Linked DNA regions of Anser cygnoides: region 1 is linked to region 2. Evidence: chromatin contacts called from public Hi-C data. All regions are on one chromosome and are shown on one strand. Each heading gives the region's core, a stretch centred on a gene start, on an enhancer-like site or on the middle of the called end of the contact. The rest is flanking DNA. Distances are from core to core; before and after follow the strand shown.

Region 1 (7,002 bases), core at 2,321-4,820, 580 kb after region 2:
TTATGATCTCAGGGAGCTGCTGGCATCAGCTGTTGGATCAAGCCAGACCGAATGCTCACTCCCATCCTGTCTGCTTGACGCACCGAGTTTCAGATTTCCTCTCAAGTTAGTACTTGTTCAGGACAGGCTCTAGGTCTGATGTACGTGCTCTTACAGGAGCCGTACCAAAAACCTGTGAACATTTCCCCCCCCAGTAGGGATGCCCTGCTTCTATTCTTTAACCCCCACTTTGAAATACATGGAGTTGCCTTGATGGTACACCCAAAAACTCTGCCCAGCTACAGGGAAGGTGCACAGGCTTCTGCTCAGAGGGGCTTCCAGGGTCCAGGACACACCACGCTTCAGTGAAGCCATAGGAGCTGCTGTTTTGGCCAATAACAAGCTCCTGCAGTCGGGCTACTGCGCGACACTAGAGGTTGTGGCATCTTTACACAACTTGCACACCAGAAAGCCTGTAAATGGCTCTACAGGTGAGTTAGGAAGCCTGCTCATAGCCAGCCAAAGTCCAGGATAACTGGACAAAGCAATCAGGGATTGATCCTGTGCTGCTGGTCCCCAACAAATCGTAACGCTCCCAGAATAAGCCAAAACATGCAAGCAATGGGATCTAAATAGTTTCATTGCTACCACATTCAAACAATTAACCAGAAAGCAGACCAGAGGTGCTGCCTGAGCGCAGAGTAAGGTTAAGTACTCAGTCAGGTGTCACCATGTTCCCAAATTTAGGGCAACGTTTAAACACAGCTCTTGTGTAGCAAAATAAGGGCAGATAAAGGAAAAGAGTGAAACACAATAATGTACAGCGCTCCAGAGTTAACCCACAGCAGAGGGACCCAAAACAGAAGCGCTCCATCTCAGGGGGCATTGTTTTCCAACTGACAGCCTGAAGACATAACCCGCTGCACACAGCTCACCGAGGCAATTCCTCCTGCATTTCTCAGCAGTTACGTCACGGTGAGTCACCGCAGGGAAGCCGTGCCCCCCTTCAGCGTGATTCAGTGGCATACAAGGGAAGTCTCGGCCACTTTACGTAACACGAAGCAGCAGTCGGACTGTACTTGTGTGAACTTCAGGTTCTTAAAGTTACTGTTCAGCTTTCAGCAGAGATACAGCTGAGTGACTGAAGAGCTAATGACATATTTAGGCACGTTGACCCGATTGAGGTCAGCACTTACACATTTCTCGATTTCTAAGCCGTCCTTAAAGAAAATCATATATGGGGTCACACCATCCTCACGGAAATCCAGCAGAGCCACCATGCCATCTGGATTCATGTTCTCTCCTACAAAGAACTTCAGAGAAACATGTTACTGAGACATCCTGTGAGCTACCACCAGGAGACACTGCCCATTACACAAAGAAGCTGCAACATCTCCAAGCTAAGTTTAAAAGCCTCGCTGACCAGCTGCAGGGGGTTTGTTTTCTGCAAGCTGTCCATTTTAGTACCACATGGCATTAACACGCTGCCATGAACAGTGAAGTAGGAAACGGGGGCCAGAGTGATTCACCTCCCACATCTTTAACTCCACAGTTCCCATGTAGTTAACTTTGCGTGTAGTTATCACCACAAGTACTGCAAAAGTTGAAGCAAGATCCCCAAACACCTACAAGTCTTCTAACTATTTCTCCCCTGACTCTCAGGGCCCCAAACACCCTCAGAGAGGGTCCAAGTGAGATGTCCCTAAACAGGGGGCTTCGGAACTCAACAAGCTAGTTCAGCAGACAAACCAATCTCAGCTTGTATTACCAAAGTACTGCTGTAAGGAAACACAAGTTGTGTTACCTGGTAGTTTTTGAAGTTAGCGAGGATGTGTTTGATTTGTTCTGCAGCCCCTGTCATGAAAGGCTTTACTCTCTCTGGCTTGTGTTCCTCAAGTCTGGCTTTGATTCTGGGAGGAAAAAAAAAGCAAGCTTTGAAAGCACATTCTAGCCTATTGACTTCATCATGCAGCATCCCATCATAGCAGAAAGTTACCAGCAGTCACTGTTTGATCTTGTTGTGTTTCCCACCACTCCTCCAGAAAACCAACCCACAAAGTTTTCATTTTGCTAGTGAATTAGAAGAACAGTGCCTGCCACTCACATCAAACTCATTTTACTTGTGGGTTTGTGCTAGACAAAAAAAAAGTCATTTCTAGAACACCAGGAGTATTATCCATCAGCATCACAGAAAAAGCATTTTCACCTTCAATGCCAGCCCACCAAAGTCTGAGCAATAGGAACTACATTTTGAACTAGCAAACAGCTCCATCTTACACACAGCTTTGGACATTTAAGTTGTCTAGTTCAGGAAGCTCTCCTTTACCACCCCACCCCCCTCCACACAAATGTTTGGCACAGAGGAATCAAAGAAAACAACAAGGTTACAAATACTACCCAAAGCATGTGATCTGGTCTTCTACCTCAGCCAAGATAAGCTTAGATAGTCCAGTATTGATTCTTTAGAGCTTCAGTTTTGCCAAGTATTAAGACATCACCGAATTTCACAGCCAGTTTGGCACCTGCATCAGAACTAACATCTACTAAGAAAAAAAACTCAACGCTATTTTTAAGATCTGTCACCTAGGAACCCTGCAGTCCCACCCAGAGAAAAAGCCCACCCGCACTTACGCTTTCATGTAGTCCTTGATGTACTTCTTGTACGACTCTTTTGTAAAGCTGGTTTCCTGAAGATGGTGGTTTATTACTATGTCAACACCAGTTATGACCGTGGCTTCTGTTCCCTCTCCCTCAGGACCTTCAGCAGAGGCATTGCCACCAATTAGAGAGTCATCAATTTGACCCTCTGTCCTGGTGACCATCTAGATTTAGAGACATCAAAAAACTTCAAGGCTCTGCGAAAAACCTCGACACTCCTGCTCTTCTTACACATCTACGGCCTGACAGCAGGGCATGACTTCAGAGCCACAGCTAGAGGCAAGAACACAGACTGCAGCCCGAGCGGGGTGTCCCTGGGCCAGGCTCCCCTCCTGGGGCCTGGCCACAGCCCTATTACAGGCTGCGGTCCCTCTGTGTCCCCCCCAACCCCTCTGAGGCACCCCTCGAACTGCCCCCCCCCCCCCCCCCCCCCAAAAAAAAAAACAAACAAAAACCAACAAAACCCAGCCTTTTCTCCCCACCCCATCTCCCCCCCAAAAAGAAGGCCGTGGGCCCACTCACCTTCCCCTCCACTTCCAGGCACAGGCCGTTCGCCACCTCGCGGATCTTGTAGATGTCCGAGAACATCTCGTCCTCTGTGGTGAGACACACACACACACACACAGCGCCCGTCAGCCGCCGCCATTTCGGGGCCGGGCCCCCCCCCCCCCCCGCGGGCATGCGCGGCCCCGCTCCCGGCCCAGGCCCGCTCCCCGTCCCCTCACCCTCTCCCCCCTCACCCCCCCCCCCCCGTCCCCTTACGGCTGATGCAGTCCCGGTAGATGATCATGGCGGCGGCGGGGGCGAGGCGGAGGGAAGGGCAGGAGCGGCCGGAGTGCTCTGCGCGGCGGCGGCGGGCGGCGGGCGGCCGGCAGCGAGGCGGAAAGGGCCGAGTCAGCGCCTGCCGGGGCTCATATAGCGGGCACGGCCCCGGCGCGTCACCGCGCCGCATGCGCGCTCCCGCCCCCCCCTCCGCCCGCCCGCCCTCCGTACCCCGCCGCGCACGCGCGCGCGCGCCCCCCGCGCGGCCGCCATTTCGTGACACCCCCCCCCCCCCCCCCCCCTTGACGGCGATGCCCTTCGCCAAGGGGCTCGGCCGTGTTTTGAAAATAACAATAAACGGTCATAATAATTAAATTATAATAATTTAATTAAATTATAATACTTAAATAAAATAATGATTGAGAGGTTGTTAGGCTCCTCCTACCACTACTTTTCCCTTTTCCCTCAGATACGTCGGTTTGCACACAGACACGCCATTTCTTGTTGATGGACTGACTGGGGAAAGAGAGAAAAATGTTGTTTTTCTTCCAAGGATTAGGCGCAGCAGTCAGGCTGAGGTGAAAGGCAGGATAATAAGGGCAGTAATGCTGCCCTAGGCTTTGTTTTACCACCCTTGCGCACACCTCCATGCATCACCTTATCTCCATCAAAATAAATGTAGACCTCCCTTGAGCCCTGATTCTTAGGGGACATTGACAAAAAACCTTCAGAAGACATCATGGGACTTAAAACACCTAATGCTGCCAACAGTCCCAGACGTGACAGAGATATCGGAATCACAGAATTGATATACGGAATAGCAGGGCACAGGATGCAATTCTTTGTCCCTCATCCTCCTCACAGGATGCACTTCTCTGTCCCTCACCCTCCTCAGGCAGTAAATTACTCATTGCTTTCTTTGTGGGGGTCAGAAGAGCTCCTCTTTATATCTCCTCCTCCTCCCCTGCTATCCCTTCCTTTGCTCCATATATCAGTGCCTTTTATTTTTTCTTTCATTCCTTTTTTCTTTTTTTTTTTTTAATTTTTTTTAGATGGTCTAGCTGCTTACATAATCTGAATTTATAAGTGGTTGTTCTCCACCATGTTTTGCTTTCAAGACTACTACGGCCACTTCAGACCTGAGGAAGGGGCTTCTGCCCCCAAACTTGTGTTTTTAATCGGTGTCAGATGGCCTGATAAGAACTATTCCCTTTCTTTGCGAGCCTTGCCACAGTGGAAAAAGAGCAGCTTACATCTTTAGCAGTGGGCTGAGTGACGGGAGAACATTTGGCTCCTTCTCCGCAGCTTAATATGCAGCTAAAAACATCCACTTTGTAGGTGTGCGTCGGCTTGGTTTCATTTTGAAGAGATTGTTCTAGAAAAAAATGAATATTTCTATAGTAGCATCGAAACCTCGTATAAATTCGGTGACTGCCTGTTTACTGGAGTCAGGGTAGAAACCCTCTGGCACTCCTGGTAGAGTAAATGGACCTCCAGGTGGCTTTTCCTGCAGCTCTACATTCAGACTTGCAGCCATGAAATGGGAGATTTTTGTTTAAAATGCATCAGTTAAATAGGTCAAGGCTCCTGTGTGAACACCTATTTGATGTGGAGTTAAGCTAAATCAACATCGAATTTTAAAAGCTTTAAATGAAACTAGGAGCGTTGACAAGGTTTTGCACCCTTTTAACCTGAGTTGCTTCTAAAACTGATTTAAACGCAGACAACTGTGAATAAATCCTGGGACTAATCCTGGTGATATTTAAATTGCTTTAGGCTTTGCTGCGGTCTAACCCGGGTGGGCAGCTCAGCACCACCCAGCCGCTCGCTCGCTCACTTCTCCCACAGTGGGAAGGGGCAGTGAATCAGGAAGGTAAAAGTGTGAGAACCCGTGGGTTGAGATAAAGACAGTTTACTGGGGAAAGCAAAAGCAGTGCGCACAAGCCAAGCAAAACAAGGGGTTGATTTACCGCTTCCCAGCGGCAGGCAGGTGTTCAGCCACTTCCAGGCAAGCAGGGCTCATCACGTGTAACTGTTTCTTGAAAAGACAAATGCCATCACCCCTAACGCCCTCCCTTCTTCCTTTCCCCCATCTCTTATTGCTGAGTGTGCTGCCACATGGCATGGGACATCCCTTTGGCCAGTTTGGGCCAGCTGTCCTGGCTGTGTCCCCTCCCAGCTCCTGGGGCGCCCCAACCTCCCGCAGGCAGGGCAGCACAAGGAGCTGAACAGTCCTTGGCTCTGAAAGCACTGCTCAGCGGCAGCTAAAACATCTGTGTGTTATCACCATTATTTTCATCAAAAACCCAAAACACTGCATTATATGAGCCTTTGAGAAGAAAATTAACTCTATCCCAGCCAAAACCATGGCAGCTTTGCAATAAGCACAGAGATACTAGTGCTGAGAATTTTCCTGTGATGCCATGTAAACAGATAATTATTTACCGTGCTGATCCTTTGTGATGAAATAGATTAGAAAATGCATTAAAAAACAGTTTTTCAGAAAACAGCATTCTTTGAAGAAAACTTTAGTATTCCTCACTTGCTTTCTCTGTAGGCACCTCATGCATTGAGCCAGGGTTAATGCATTTCAAAGCAGTTGTCTAAAAAGGCGGTCCCTCTGCAGCAGGGGGCATTTTAGATGCTGATTGACATCTAAAATGACAAGACAGGTTTTCCTGACAGTGCATCTCATCTCTGGAGACATATAAATCCCCATGGGCTGACAAATTCCTGTGTTTTTATAGATAAGCCTTTGAATATCGTTTGAGCAGGATTTTCTAGGCAGGTGTCTACAGAGTTGTGCAAGAAGCCTCTTTCATGGAAGATGCATCTCAGCTAGTCATGAATTACTGCAGTGCTACTCAATTACACTAAATATTAGCATCTGATGATCATTGTGCTCAACTAATTACTTGTGTCTTGGATTAAAATGGCAGACTACAGCTGATACTTTGCTATTCTTTCTCTAAGCAAACAGTATGCTTTCAGCCCATCATGGCGACTTGCCTTGAATGGTATGGAAAGCGAGGAGATCCTGCCCACAACTAAGCCACCTGCGAGGTGCAGTGTGTGGGAATAAATGAGATATGAAGCTGAGGAAGAGAGGTGAAGCTGGGCAGTGGAGCAGGGATGGAGGCAGTGTGTTCTAACCTTTAAGGAGGCTGTGAAAGTCACAGAGGAGTGATAACATTTTACATCAGATATTGAATGTAAGGAGAGGGACCTGAAATGTGTATGACCTGATGGAGAAAAACTGAAAAATTGAAGACTAACCAACACAAGACAAGCCAGGCAGTCACTATGGTTGTTTAGGTAGGGTTTGTACTAGACTTAATAGAGTGTTCTTGGTTCCCCAAGGACCAGATGTCAATACCCTGGGCCATCAGCCCCTGCCCCAGTGAGGCCACAGCAGGGCCAGGTTCCAGCTCCCCACAGTCCTGCCCTGCCCAGCCATGGCCCCACTGCGCCAGCCCCATGTTCAGGCCTTGGCTCATTCCCCAGGGAGGTACCTGGGGTGCCCCCTTTCAGTCCCTGTCAGTAATTGGGAACTTCTGGATTTCAAACCAATATTTGTAACTTGGAGCTCCCTTGGCAGTGTAC
Region 2 (7,019 bases), core at 890-3,389:
CATAAGTTAATTGTTACATCGTCATAGTATGTCACAGAAATATTATTAATATAATATCATCAAAATATTACAGTATATTATTAGAAGAAATCTTCTTGCAAGGTGTGGCCAGTTATTAGACTTTCCTAACCAATAAAAGTCTTCACTGCTCTTTCAGATAAGATATCTTTGTGCAACATTTCAAATATCAGTTATTTCAGTTGTAGAGCTATTTGCAGATATTATAATAGGATTTCCTTTTGCATTCTCTCATGCTCAAAAATGTCTGAACACTGTTGTGGTTTTCCTCATACTTAAATGTATGTCTCTTGACAGACATTTTTGGTCTCAAAGTTTAAATGACAATTGAAGGCTTAACAAATTCTGTGAGAGATTGTAACAGAAATGATTACTTAGTCTTCAGGAATACTACACATATCTAACGTTTTACAAAATAATTAAAAATAAAAATAATTAAAATAAAAATGGACATCCGCTAAACATGCAGAGAAAAAATATTCTGAAAAAAAAAAAAGCATTCTGTATGCTAAGAAAAAAGGATAGTTTTGGAAAACCTGATAAAAGGGATGCTTTCAAAATCTTTTTTTTTCTTTTTTTTAAATGCAAAAAGCTCTAACTTTATGTTGATTATTTAATGTTGTGGCTATTTCAGCATTTTTTCTCAAAGTAATAATAAATAAAAACTTCTGCTAAAACTTACTCTAATGAAGTCTTAGCTAAGGAGCAACCTTCCAAATAATGATGCACATGCAGTTTCAGCAAGGCCTAAATACCACACAGTGGAATAGAACAGCTGCCTTACAGTTAAATGCAAACACTCAGAAAAAAATGTACAATCACCTTATCTTGTTCACAGGAATACTTCCTCAACTAATGAATAAATTAAATGAATTAAACTCCTCTAAAGAAAGCTTATTACCTGTAACTGGAAAAGAACTGCTTTGTTTTTTTCTATCTCTGATGACTGTAAATGCTGCTGCTCTGCAACTTGTTTTACCACTTCAGTTAGTGATTGATAATTCTGCTTGGCCATTTTATAGAAGAGTTGACCTACAAAGACATAAAAGAGAAGCGAATTGTGTTATCAACATTCTGTTTAATTGGTAACTGTTAACGTACGAGTACAATACTAAGGACTTCCCTATGCTACATTTTGTTTAGCTATATGTACATAATCATATACACTCAATTTGGTTTTGTTCATTTTTTATTACCAAGAAGAGGTTACCAATGGGCAGATGCTCAAAGATGATGATTGAGAATCAGAACTCTATCTTCCAGAGTTTTATTAAATAAAATATTGCAATATTCTTCTGGCTTCTCCAAAGAACAGGTCCTTTTTTTTTTAAATCACAGAAACACAGAATCACAGAATGGTTGAGGTTGGAAGGGATTTCCAGAGACCATCTAGTCCAACTCCTCTGCTCAAGCAGGGTGACATAGAGCATGTTACTGCAGACATCTTAAATGCAATTTAAAGCATATATTCATATTTAGCCTGAATGCTTACATTATTGCAGTTACCATACTGCAAAACTATCTGTTAAACTATCCTTAATTTATGACAGAAAATAAATGGAGAAAGCTGTCACACTGGAAACCACAAACCAGTATCATTACAAAGAAACCCCAATGACTAGAAAGCTTTTAGTACCATCTTGGTATCACTTCAGATATCATAAATTAATGAAGAAAATCTGTATTGTAATAGAAAGTGGAACTAAATTGTGTTGAAAACATGCAAATATGACTTGCCACAAAGTGCACCTTCAGCGTATTAGAAGGCACACAGATGAACTGCGTCTGCAAGCTGGTATGCTCGGCCAGGAAACCACCTTTGTCATTTCGTATGTAGGGCTGTTGCTACTGTCGTGCGGCCATCCCTCACTTCTCCCCTCTACCGCGCTCCCCCAGCACCCTCACACCCCTCAGCACGGAGGAGCCCTTCCCCTTGTGGCACAGAGCCCCAAACACCCAAAAATCGTAGGAAGAGGAACGGAGCCAGGCGGGCGCCCCGCACATTCCGTCCCCCTCAGGAAGGCTGTAATGGCCGCCCCCGCCCCTTCCCGCCCAAACCGCCGGGGAGCGCCGGGCATGGGGCCGTGGGGCGGTGCGGCCTCAGGCGCTTGGGGGCGGACGGGGAACCTCGGGGAGGAAGGCGGTGTGAGGGGAGGCGGCCATTGCCGGCTTCCAAACGGCGCTAGGGGACCGGGGGAGGGCGGCCGTGCCTAGCAGGAGACAGAGCTGAAGCGTGGGGAACGACGCAGCCTGTCAGAAAGGGGGTGGGGGCTGCGCCGTGGGGCTGAGAGGGGAAGGGCAGCCTGGCTTGTCCCGCGGCTGGGGCACGTTTATATGGCTCCTGGGCGCCTTTATGTCCCCAGAGTTAGCGAGTGGCGTTGTATTAAACTGTGTTTTCTGTCATCATTTGTTAGTGTTCGATATGCACTGCAGAGGACCTAAGTTTTTCTGAGTGCTGTTGAGTTCCAAAAAATAAAAATAAAGAATCATAAACGTTGGAAAAAAACTCCAAGATCATCCGGTCCAACCATCCCCTACCACCAATGTCACCCGCTAAACCATGTCCGTAAGCACCATATCCAACCTTCCCTTGAACACCCCCAGGGACGGTGACTCCACCACGTCCCTGGGCAACCCGTCCCAGTGCCTGACTGCTCTTTCTGAGAAGAAATGTCTCCTCATTTCCAACCTGAACCTCCCCTGGCGCAACTTGAGGCCATTCCCTCTAGTCTTAATGTGCAGTCGTGGACGCATCTTGCCTACACACATATTCCTCACAATTCCAGGCTAAATAATTTTAACATTAAATTCCACTTTTTTTTTTAATTTAACAGCTAGACTCTGCATATGGTGGGTTTATTTCATCCCTTTTATGAGATGGCAGAAACTCAGTATAATACACCAGCTGGAGAAGTAATCCCAGTTTGACATTTTCAGTATTGTTTTGTATCCTGACAATTTTCAGACCTTTTCTTTATCCCTTTACAGCACTCTATACTGAAAATAATCCCTGTAAGTCTTTTTTTTTCTTCCTTAGTCTGATTAAAGGAAAGAAAATTGCTTTGTTTGTCTCTCTTTGTCAAGCCCCTGCTGTTAATTTTTAATGCCATGCCCTAGTTCAAACACATTTGACAGTGGGCTGAAAGCCTCAAAGATAACTGCTTTCTGCAAACTTCATGAAAATTGAAAATGTACTTCATGTAAATTTTCTCCACTGGGCAGAAGAGGAAGGACAAGATACCCACATCAGTTCCCTTTGGGACTGAATGCTGGAAGAGTTCAGCTCTCATCCCTTTGCCCAGTGTATGCTGGAAGACAATACAAAAAGGGAAATGGCAGGGGACTCCAGAGGTGTGTCCTGGACCTGGCAGAAATGTAGGTGTATTTCAGTTTGAAGAGAAAGAAGGGACAGGAGTCATAGGAGAGCAATTTGTAGGAAATTTGACTTTACAGATTCCTCTGTTCATGGAAAAAATATTTTAATTTTTTGTGTCTGTTTCTTCAGTTGTCATATGCTTATCATTGCTATGACAATGATTTTAGCAAGGCTGAGAAAATGTATTTATTACCATATGATTCTTGGACAAACCCTGATACAAATTCCACGTTCCCCTACTTGCCTTCTGACTGTTGAATTGCCCTGTCAAAACACTGGCTTTTTTTACCAAGCGCTGCAAAATTTCTCACTGCTCCAAAGAGAAGTTTCCTTCCTCATTTCAGGCGGTGGCAGTGAAGACTGGCATCTCTTAACCTCTGTCGGAGCCTTTCTGACTGTGCTTTTTCTTGCCTGACTGCTAAATCCTTCATTGGAACATGCCAGTACGCGTGCCTTGCCTTATAGATCCCTCAGAAAAGGAAACTTTTGGTCTGCACAAGTTTCCCCTTAACTTCTCTGTATTCTTGTTCTGCCATACGTCTCTGAATCTGAGATGGTGCTAAGCAAATGCACTGGCACGCGTGATGACAGCAGTAAGTTACATGGCAGGGTTAATGCTGCTTCCGGGTTTAATCCTTAATCACGGTGATGCCTTTCAGTACAGTTTGTTATTTCCTGGGGATAGTGACAGCAACAAAGCAGGGTCTCATCACGAAGAAGAAATACAGGTTCCCACTCCAATCTTACCTAGAATAGGAATTTCCATCTTGTACAAATCAGCTGCAAGACTGACAGTGAGAAGTGAGATACATATATAAAGCTGGCAGTGTGTTTATAGCAGATGATATCTTGCAAGAAGTTAAAAGGATTGACTGCCTGTTGTAAGTAATTTTTGTGTTTTAAACTCTTGACTTTACTTATAAAAACTGTGTGTACTTCAATTTTTTAATTTTAAGTGCTGATTTCTGTTTCTTCCACCTTTCCTAAATACCCTTAAGTTAAGAGAGGCATAATGTTTTATTTTAATCCAAGTTAAGAGGTTTTTAAAGTTTTTTTGTTTGTTTGTTTGTTTTGCTTTGTTGTTGAAGCTTTATTGCAAGTGTGCTCTCATCCCTGTTGATTTGGACTGCTTTAATGTTTTCTCTGGGCATCTCTCTCTGGCATGATGTTAAATATTTCTTTCCTGTTCTATTTTCCCAGAACAATGTCAGTTCTCTGAGTTTCTGTAAGATAAGATGATCTGTAGGACTCACAGATGCAGGAAATTGCCAGCAATCTTGTCTAGACCGACAGAGAATTTTCAGGACTGGACCTCTGGGTTTTCTGAAAGTTGCTTTTTAGATGTCTTTCTGAGCTGTCTCTTCTCCACCACTTGGTTTTACGTCTTTCATAGTTTCTTTTCTATGTTCACTTTGCATTTCTCCTTTTCACTCTTGATCTTCTCCTTACCTCTCCTCTCTCCTCATCATCTGTCATTTTCTTTGATTTTATTTTCTTGAAGCCTGTGCTAGAGAATCTTAGTACTCTCCAAATTTTTGTGCAGACAGAGTTTCAGAGAGTGAGTGGAATGGCTGACAGGTGGCCTTGGCTTCAAGTTTGTGCAACTATTTGTCTTACACTGTGTACTGGAACGCCCAACTCCTTTATTAGAGCACTTTATGCTCTATCTCTGATACAGTTATGTGCAGTGTGAATTTCCATTTAACACGGAACCTAGAGCGTGTTGCTTAAAACCTCAATAACCATGAATGCATTTCTAATAAGTCAAAGCGTTGATTTGCTTGGCAAGCCCATATTTTGAGAAGGGTTTTGTTTGCGGGACTTAGAAAGCAGTCATGAATTTCTATTACGAGTCTAAGCAAATTTACTTCTGACACCACTGACCTCAGTAGAGCTCTGTGATGCAAAACTGGAAGGATATGAGGGTGACTCAGCCCCATTGTTCTTGTGTGTACATCTCAATAATTGGTTCTGTGGACTTTTTGCAATGCATAGACAGCTTAATAATAATGCAGGCAGCTTCCTCTCCCTCAGCAAACACTTTCTTTGGTGGTATTCTCATGGGGAAATGTGAGGAAAACAATGAACTCCACTTACTTTCCTCTGTTGACATATCTGAAGTGGAGCAATAATCTGTTTTTCCACTACACCCCTCTGTTGTACTATCTTTGCTGAGGCTTTTAGCTGTAGTTAGGTTGGGACTTGTCATATTCTTACTGACCTCCCACAGAGAGAGTCAGGGTAAGGAAAGAAATCTCTGGATTTCCCAAGTCATGATGTTTGATATGAGACTGTTTCGACACTGTTTCCCTTGCAAGCTGTTTTCTCTAAAATCTGTTATCAGTTGTGTGCAAATAACACCCTGAGCAAAATCGAGAGTCATAAATTCCTTGGCAGATGCTTTTATCTGCTGTCACATTTTGATGCTTTCCGTTCACCTGTTTTGATAGTTGCTAATTAATCTTTGTAAGCGTTCAAGTCGCACAAAGGAAAACATCATTTTCAGTCAGGATTGTTTTTCTTCCAGTCTGGAGGAAAGAACAATGAAGAAAATAAAGAATGCATTCTGTAAAACCTCCTCTGAATAAACAGTCCAATAAAACAAAGGTCTCTGATCAGGTGTTAATTTGTGTCCATGCACAATTCATTCCTCTGCAGAGAAATGGCAGTATTAAGGAATAATCTAAATAACTATGGAGTCTTCCCACTGGTGATAAAGCTGAGTCACATTCGTCCCAGATAAAGCACAGTGCTTAGTCATGAAACAGCCATCTGCTCAAGGTTCCCAAAGAAAAGGGATCCAGTCTTTTGATCCACACCTCTGGAGGCTTTCACTGGAAACACTGAAAAATTATCAAGGACAGAGAAAATAAAATAAGATGCTTCTAAGGGAATATGTAAAATATGCATAAAAAATATTTCAAAAATATTTCATAGCAGAAAAAGGAAGAAAGAGATAGGCAGGTTTCCGAAGCAGACAGGAAGCCCAGAAGAGAGGGGGCGGGGGAAAAAACAACACAGAGAAAATGAAAGTACACCATGAGCCGCAAGACAAGCCGTGAACTACAGGATGGTTTTGAATAATCTCAATGCAGCTTGATTTCAGAGCAAAGACTGCAGTTAGCATAGTGAAGAAACAAACCAGAGGCTGTGCACAGTGTTTTATTTTTTTCATTTGGTTGTGTGTATTTCTTATGTTACTAGGTGAAGTTTCGGTATCCTGTGCTGAGTTCCTGTGTGTCGTGTGAGAAGAAGAACTCTGCCTAACATGTACCCCTCAATGTAGAAGCCAGAAATGAGCAAATTGGTATTTTCGGTTATGCAAAAGGGAGAAGTGTAAAAAATCTTGCAGAGGTCAGCGGGAAAGTTGTGGCTGTGCTCAGAGCCCAACACCCATACTGCCAGGAAGGGTATCAGATATGAGCTCCAACTCAGCGATACGTGTGTGAAATGCCTCAAAAAAAATTGTTCTAGAAAATCCTCCAGTCCCAGTAAGCTGATAGCGTGAAAACCTCCATGTCTGATTAGCCTTACAGGAGGTCCAAGCACTCAGAGGCCAAGAAGATCGTTATGTTAATGTGGGGTATTTGAATCAATAAATCTAGTATCAGGGACTAACCTTTTC

Evidence for each region. Hi-C and Micro-C count contacts between places; a contact is called where the count stands out from the background.
Region 1: a contact with region 2 is called in a Hi-C map of liver, with 2.4 times the contacts expected there. The contact joins the promoter of TPT1 here to the promoter of CCDC122 in region 2. A contact is called at or near these places in 3 of 7 Hi-C or Micro-C datasets (granulosa cells and liver).

What each region holds. Positions count from the first base shown.
Region 1 is chr1:181,676,002-181,683,003 of Taihu_goose_T2T_genome, forward strand. TPT1 (tumor protein, translationally-controlled 1) reads right to left here and starts at 3,571. Exons shown (of 6, transcript XM_066988516.1): 1 at 3,400-3,571; 2 at 3,160-3,233; 3 at 2,611-2,801; 4 at 1,784-1,889; 5 at 1,176-1,292. The coding sequence starts at 3,427.
Region 2 is chr1:181,097,090-181,104,108 of Taihu_goose_T2T_genome, forward strand. CCDC122 (coiled-coil domain containing 122) reads right to left here and starts at 2,140. Exons shown (of 5, transcript XM_013179691.3): 1 at 1,768-2,140; 2 at 920-1,050. The coding sequence starts at 1,033. The region is part of intron 1 of LACC1 (laccase domain containing 1); the gene reads left to right.